2 separate regions of the Mus musculus genome follow, and region 1 is linked to region 2. A link is a contact called in public HiChIP or PLAC-seq data. All regions are on one chromosome and are shown on one strand. Each heading gives the region's core, a stretch centred on a gene start, on an enhancer-like site or on the middle of the called end of the contact. The rest is flanking DNA. Distances are from core to core; before and after follow the strand shown. Region 1 overlaps Ttc7 (tetratricopeptide repeat domain 7). Region 2 overlaps Ttc7 (tetratricopeptide repeat domain 7).

Region 1 (3,160 bases), core at 466-2,965, 82 kb after region 2:
CTTCCGTCTAAGGAAGTGGACAGTACTGGCCTCTCCGTGCCCCATGCCCGCTGTGGCCTTCCTAAAGAAGTTGCTGTTGTTTGCTACTGCGAGTCTGGCTGCACCTTCTCCAGATTCATCCTTCCAGAGTTCTCAGCAGCCCTGTGAGGAAGGACTCCCCCCAACCCCCAACTGACCCTCCCCCTCCCCCTCCCTCTCCCCCCAGTTTACAGAGACCCATGTCAGTTTGCTGAGGTCACAGTGCATGTCAGTGGCAGAGCTGGCCTTCTGGCTGCTAAGCCCTGGCCTTTGTTCTCTACTGAGGCGCACGTTCAGCCTGCAGACACATCTGGCTCCTTCCCAAACACCCACACCTTCTCTCTGCCAGCCTCCCTACTTGTTAGGCAAGTTAGGCAAGCGGTGGCAGCGCAGCGTACCACAGAGCTCCTTCCCTGCTCTCTGTTTATTTCCATTTGGTTTCCGCTAAGTTCCCCAGGCTAGCCTAGAACTCTCTTGCCTGGTCAGGTCTTCAACTTGTTATTCTCCTGCCTCAGCCTCCCAAGTGGCTGGGACGATGGGTTTGCACCACTAGACCCAGCTAGAGATTGGGAGGTGAGGGGGGTGGACTCTTCTTACCAATAAAGTTTCCTGTGGAAGGCAGCTCCAGAAAGAAAGCGCAGAGAAGAGAAGCAAGTAGACCCGCCCCACCACCACCCCACACCCCACACCCCACACCCACCCCTCTGACAGGCCCCGCTGGCCACCTCTATCCTCAAGCACTCCCTGTGGGTAGCATTGAGAGGCTTCAGAGCGCTTGGTTTTTGGTACTTCATTTTGGTGTCTGATAGCCATCGGCTAGAACCTTCCTTCCTTCCAGCCTGTAGGCCCTGTTCCATTGTGAGTGAGCTACTTAAGGTCCTGCCCTGGCCATGTGGGCAGAACTGCGTGGCCTGGGCACTACTGGCCGGACAGACGCTGCCTGCCGCTGGTTCTGGTAACCCTGAGTCAGCACTGCTGTGTGCATCTGGTCAGCCCTGTGTGCCGCTACTCCCTGCCCCCACCTGCTGTTCTCCAGCCTCAGCTGAGGCTACCGAACTCCTGGGTCCTTGGGTGTGTCTATGCTTAGGGTCATAGGAGGGTGCCACTCGACGAGTCGGTTGTGGCCCCAGGACCTCCAGCCAGCGCCTCTGGAGACAGAGCTTTCCCCAGTCCTCCTCAGCACCCTCTCTGCTGCCTAATTGGTCATGTTCCAAGCTCTCTTAGGATTTATGAAGTCAGCCATGTACATCTTTCCTGGTGCGTCTCCATAGCAACCAAGGGCCTAACTCTAGGGAGCTTGGGGAGGAGGAGGAGAATAATCCAGCTAAAAATGTGCATGGCCGCCAGTGGGCGGGCTGCAGAGAGGGGGCTTCAGGCACAAAGACAGCTCCCTGCCCCCACTCTGGTCCCCTGCCTCCCCAGGAGATCAGGGTTGAAGATTTATACCTCCACTCTTTGGAACAAGAGAAGTGCTCACTTCTCAGCATCCTGGGATACCTTCACAGTGGCAGGTCAGTAGAATGGTACAGAGTAGCCTTTCTGGGACCTGGAGCCTTCCCCGTGCCCACACCCTGTCCCTTGTCCTTGTCCCTGGGAGGATGGGGGATGTTCAAGACTGCCGGTTTCACTTCCCACCCGCTTTGTGACAATTCCTGGCACTTCCTCTAGCTTACTCTCTTCAGTTCTTTGCAGTGGTCCTTTGAGCTAAAACTGCAAAGCCATACTTCCTGCTCTTGACCGAAGGGGCCTTGGATAGCTGAGTCCCTTTTCTCTCATTCTCTCAGCAACTGCTCTGTGCCCTGATCCACTCCCTCCAGCGCCCGCCCGCCCTGGCACCTGTGAGCGTAGAGTCTGCTGGCTGCTTGGTCTCGGGACCCAGCAGTCCCCGGGGGAAGATGGGCTGCTGAGGCAGGCAGACAAGCACCCCCTCTTTGTCACAAAACTAGATAACCTTCCTGCTGTGGGTGCCCCCTTGGGGTGAGGGGCAGCGTGGCCTGGGCACTACTGAGCATGCTCCAGTCTTAGACAGCTTTTCGTCCACTGACTCATTCCTGCCACCCGGCTTAGATGCCCAGGCCCTGATAAAATGCATTATTTTATTTTTATTTTTCCATTTGTTGAAGAGTGAGTTGGAGGGCTCAGAATTCCCCACACGGGGCCACTCAAAATCAGGTCTAGGCTTAAAGGCCCATCTTTTGAAGACAAGAGGAACATAGCTACTACAGGTTAAAACAGGGCTTGGGCAGGGTCGGATGGGTTTTGCATAAGTAAAGGGCACAGTCATTTGTCTGTGGCCCAGCCAGACCTGAGGGCCTCTCTGGCTCGCCCTGGTTGCTAAGCTCTCCCCACCGGCTCTGGAGGCCCAGGCCTGGTTAACCTCGTCCTCTGCTTCCTTTCTAGGGTCTGATGCTGAGTCAGCTGGGCCACAAGAGCCTGGCCCAGAAGGTGCTGCGGGATGCTGTGGAGAGACAGAGCACCTTCCACGAAGCGTGGCAGGGCCTGGGGGAGGTGCTGCAGGACCAAGGCCAGAACGAAGCGGCCGTGGACTGCTTCCTCACAGCCCTGGAGCTGGAGGCCAGCAGCCCTGTGCTGCCCTTCTCCATCATTGCCAGAGAGCTGTGAGCCTCTGCAGCTGCAGCTGGCAGCCATATACTGCCTGCCAGGGGCGGGGCGGGGGCAGCAGACACAGGCAGGGGGCAGGGAAGGGCGTGTGTCCAGATGTGGGGCCTCAGGGAATAGATGACAAGTGAGCACTTCCACTGGCTTCCATGCCACTTCTCCTCCCACACTCCACACCCTGCAGGCCCAGCTGGGCCTAAGCTCCTGACTGAAGCTGGGGGGACAAGATTTGCATCCAAGGCAAACGCCTCGCCTCCCCCAGAGACTGCCGGTTGCTGGGCACCTCTTAGATAAAAGGTGTGTCTGGGAGCCAAGCCCCTTCCTTGGCTTCCCCCACCACCCCGGGTTTCCTGGTTTGGGATGAACCAATCTTGAGTTTGTGTACCACAGAGATGAGTGCCTTGGGAGACAAACTGGCTTGAATCTCAGCGACTTCACAGAGCTGTGAGCAGACGTGCCGGAGAGCCCCGGATACATTTCCCCATCCGATCTCAGGGCAGTGCAAAGCTTGAAGCCTTGCCCA
Region 2 (3,420 bases), core at 320-2,819:
TGGGGTTCAGGACTGGCTTCTGGTCCCTCCATTCCCATCCTCAAAGACACAAAAGGCATGCCCAATCATAGCTTCCCCTTTAGAGCAGAGGGACTTGGCTGTGGCCCTCAGGGCATCCTAGAAGGACAGAAGGTACACTCATTATCTGACTAGAGCTCTGTTCCCAGAGTGTCAGAGGTGCTGACTTTAAACCTCATTGGGAACCTTGAGACAGGGACCTTAGTTGTAGTAGTTTGGGTTTCTGTTGTCCAAAGAGCAGCATTTGACACATGTATGTCTCTACACCATGTCAGGGAATACTTGACCGTCCAACTGCTCTAAGGGCAAAAAGAGGTATTCTCTGTCAGCTTCATTCAGAAGCAGCAGAGGACTGGCAAAATGGCTCTCTCGTGTGATGGCATTCCAGTGGGTAAGGGCTCTTGCAGTCAAGCAAGATGTCTTAGTCACTGTTCTATTTCTGTGAGGAAACACCACGGCCAAGGCAATTCTTACAAAAGAAAGCGTTTAACTGGGGCTGGCTTACAGTTTCAGAGGCTTAGTCCACGGTCAACGTGGCAGCAGGCGGGTGTGGTGCTGGAGAAGTAGCTAAGAGCTACACATTTATCTGCATGCAGAGAGAGACTGGGCCCCTCATGGACTTTGAAACCTCAAAGCCTACTCCCAGTGACACACTTCCTCTGACAAGGCCACACCCCTAATCCTTCCAATCCTATAAAAGTTTCACTCACTGGCGACTGGGAATTTAAATGTATGAGCCTATGGGAGCTGTTCTTATGCAGGCCACCATACCTGGTGACCTGAGTTAGTCCTTGGCACTCACGTGGTGAGAGGCGAGAACTAACCTCTGACAGGTGTCCTCTGACTTTTATGCTGTGTGCACAGAAATGAATAGATGTAGAAAGAAACCCAAAACAATGGAGAAATACATTTGCTCCACTAAAGTAGAAGAAAATGCCTTCATGAAAAGACATTTCTGGGATTCTGTTCCTTGCTTTTCCTTGAGTCACCGTCCTAGCTAGTCCTATCCTTCTTTCTGACTTTAAGCATGAACCCCAACATCGCATTTGAGCAGGCTAAGTGATCCCTGTATAAGAGTCTCCCTGAGCTATTCAGAGTATAGCACCTCTCCTCCACCAAGCTCACTCGGAGCCTATGTGGTGTGTTCACCCTATTCTGTCTGCTCAGTGGGCTCCTTCCTCCTGGGGTCTGGCCTCTAGTGTTTGTTAAAGTCTCTGACCCACATTCCACTAAGAAATATGATTTCTCAGCAGTTGATTGAGCAGGCACCCTGTTAGGGATGCCACAGGTGAACAGCTAGGTCAGTCCCCTTGTGTGACCAGTGGGCAAGTGAGCAGAGCCTGCCTTGTGTGGTTAAGGCTCCAGGGAAGCAACATTCTAGAAGTTGCCAGAACTGGGGGTAGGTGCTGCCTGGTGCCATTCCTTCCTGTCCAGTCTTTGAAGTCTGCTGTCTCTAAAAAGCAGAAAATAGAAACCCACAAAGCAGGAAGGTCTGTAGCTTAGAGCCATGAACTCTGCATGGCCATGGTGTTTTGGCCACTTGGCTGACCCCAGGCCTGTTTCATGGGAGACTCTGTCCTGGCTCTCAGCCTTTAGTTTGTGAAGAATGGGCTGCTGCTGTTGCTGGACAGCTCCCCTTCTAGTGTGAGCGGCACACCTCAGGTGTCATATGGTCTAGTGTGAGTGAAACACTTCAGGTGTCCTGTGGTCTAGTGTGAGTGAAACACCTCAGGTGTCCTGTGGTCTAGTGTGAGTGAAACACCTCAGGTGTCCTATGGTCTAGTGTGAGTGAAACACCTCAGGTGTCCTATGGTCTAGTGTGAGCAGAACACCCCAGACATCCTATGGTCTAGTGTGAGTGAAACACCTCAGGTGTCCTGTGGTCTAGTGTGAGCGGCACACCTCAGGTGTCATATGGTCTAGTGTGAGTGAAACACTTCAGGTGTCCTGTGGTCTAGTGTGAGTGAAACACCTAGGTGTCCTATGGTCTAGTGTGAGTGAAACACTTCAGGTGTCCTGTGGTCTAGTGTGAGTGAAACACCTCAGGTGTCCTATGGTCTAGTATGAGTGAAACACCTCAGGTGTCCTGTGGTCTAGTGTGAGTGAAACACCTCAGGTGTCCTGTGGTCTAGTGTGAGTGAAACACCTAGGTGTCCTATGGTCTAGTGTGAGTGAAACACTTCAGGTGTCCTATGGTCTAGTGTGAGCAGAACACCCCAGACATCCTATGGTCTAGTGTGAGTGAAACACCTCAGGTGTCCTATGGTCTAGTGTGAGTGAAACACCTCAGGTGTCCTGTGGTCTAGTGTGAGTGAAACACCTCAGGTGTCCTGTGGTCTAGTGTGAGTGAAACACCTAGGTGTCCTATGGTCTAGTGTGAGTGAAACACTTCAGGTGTCCTATGGTCTAGTGTGAGCAGAACACCCCAGACATCCTATGGTCTAGTGTGAGTGAAACACCTCAGGTGTCCTATGGTCTAGTGTGAGTGAAACACCTCAGGTGTCCTGTGGTCTAGTGTGAGTGAAACACCTCAGGTGTCCTGTGGTCTAGTGTGAGTGAAACACCTCAGGTGTCCTATGGTCTAGTGTGAGCAGAACACCCCAGACATCCTATGGTCTAGTGTGAGTGAAACACCTCAGGTGTCCTGTGGTCTAGTGTGAGTGAAACACTTCAGGTGTCCTATGGTCTAGTGTGAATGTTGAATGGAACTGAGCATAACTGGATGTAGGGACATCTTCAGGTTTCCCTTACTACCTCAGCGGGAGAAAGCGTCTATGGAAAGTCTTCATCCCTCTGACCTGGTGATGCCCATTATGATGAACCACAGCTAGACTGTTGGCTTGGGCAGGGCCGAGATTCCCTTGTTTGATCTTCTGGTCTCCTCAGAGGGAGATCAGGGTGCTGGTACCACAGTAGGTCAAAGGAATAGAGGGTAAAGCTCTGAGGCCAGGCTGCCATGGCTCTCTCAGGTCACATTCGGAACAGCATAGTCACCATATGAGACCAGCCTTCTCTGACTCTAGCTTTGGGCTCATCCCCTTTGTTCAAGAGGTACCGGTGGGAGCCACCATGGGAGAGGGGCTGCCTGACTGTAGAGCCTTTCCCAGTGAGCTAGGAAGGTGATCTGAACCTGGAATGGACCATTGGTAGCTACAAGCAAGGTGAGAGCCCAGGGAAGTGGGTGATGGCCATGTGGGGGAGGGGCAAGCTGTCCCACTGAGAGGGCCTTGGGAACAGAGAGCTGGCAGAGAGGCTCAGGTATCTTGGTTGGTGTCCTAGAGGTTTGAACGAGGGTTGCCCCACCATAGAGTGTTCCATGGTCTGCTCCCCGTTTCAAAGGTCTAAGTCTGAGACCTCCATGGGCCCAGGGAACAGCTGCCCTCTTTTCTGAATGTCTAAGCC

The links. HiChIP or PLAC-seq counts read pairs in DNA pulled down with a chosen protein or histone mark.
Region 1: a contact with region 2 is called in an H3K27ac HiChIP or PLAC-seq map of microglia, with 4 times the contacts expected there. The contact joins two enhancer-like sites. A contact is called at or near these places in 3 of 39 promoter capture datasets (the HPC-7 cell line, embryonic stem cells and pre-B cells), 3 of 484 Hi-C or Micro-C datasets (forebrain, muscle stem cells and uterus), 7 of 115 datasets of contacts at active chromatin or transcription factors (the HPC-7 cell line, effector CD8 T cells, embryonic stem cells and 2 more) and 4 of 9 other capture datasets (adipose tissue, embryonic stem cells, liver and 1 more).

The regions. Positions count from the first base shown.
Region 1 is chr17:87,377,431-87,380,590 of GRCm38.p6, forward strand. Ttc7 (tetratricopeptide repeat domain 7) reads left to right here. Exons shown (of 20, transcript NM_028639.3): 20 at 2,419-3,160. The coding sequence ends at 2,640. Among named protein-coding and RNA genes, the nearest start is that of Stpg4, 49 kb to the right of the region's middle. Within about 2 kb of position 1,716, at least 64 of the 459 cell types and tissues checked have an H3K27ac peak or open chromatin away from gene starts, as enhancers often do. A contact at or near this core is called in microglia, where this site is marked.
Region 2 is chr17:87,295,317-87,298,736 of GRCm38.p6, forward strand. All of the region lies in intron 3 of Ttc7 (tetratricopeptide repeat domain 7), which reads left to right. Among named protein-coding and RNA genes, the nearest start is that of Gm52284, 10 kb to the right of the region's middle. Within about 2 kb of position 1,570, at least 9 of the 459 cell types and tissues checked have an H3K27ac peak or open chromatin away from gene starts, as enhancers often do. A contact at or near this core is called in microglia, where this site is marked.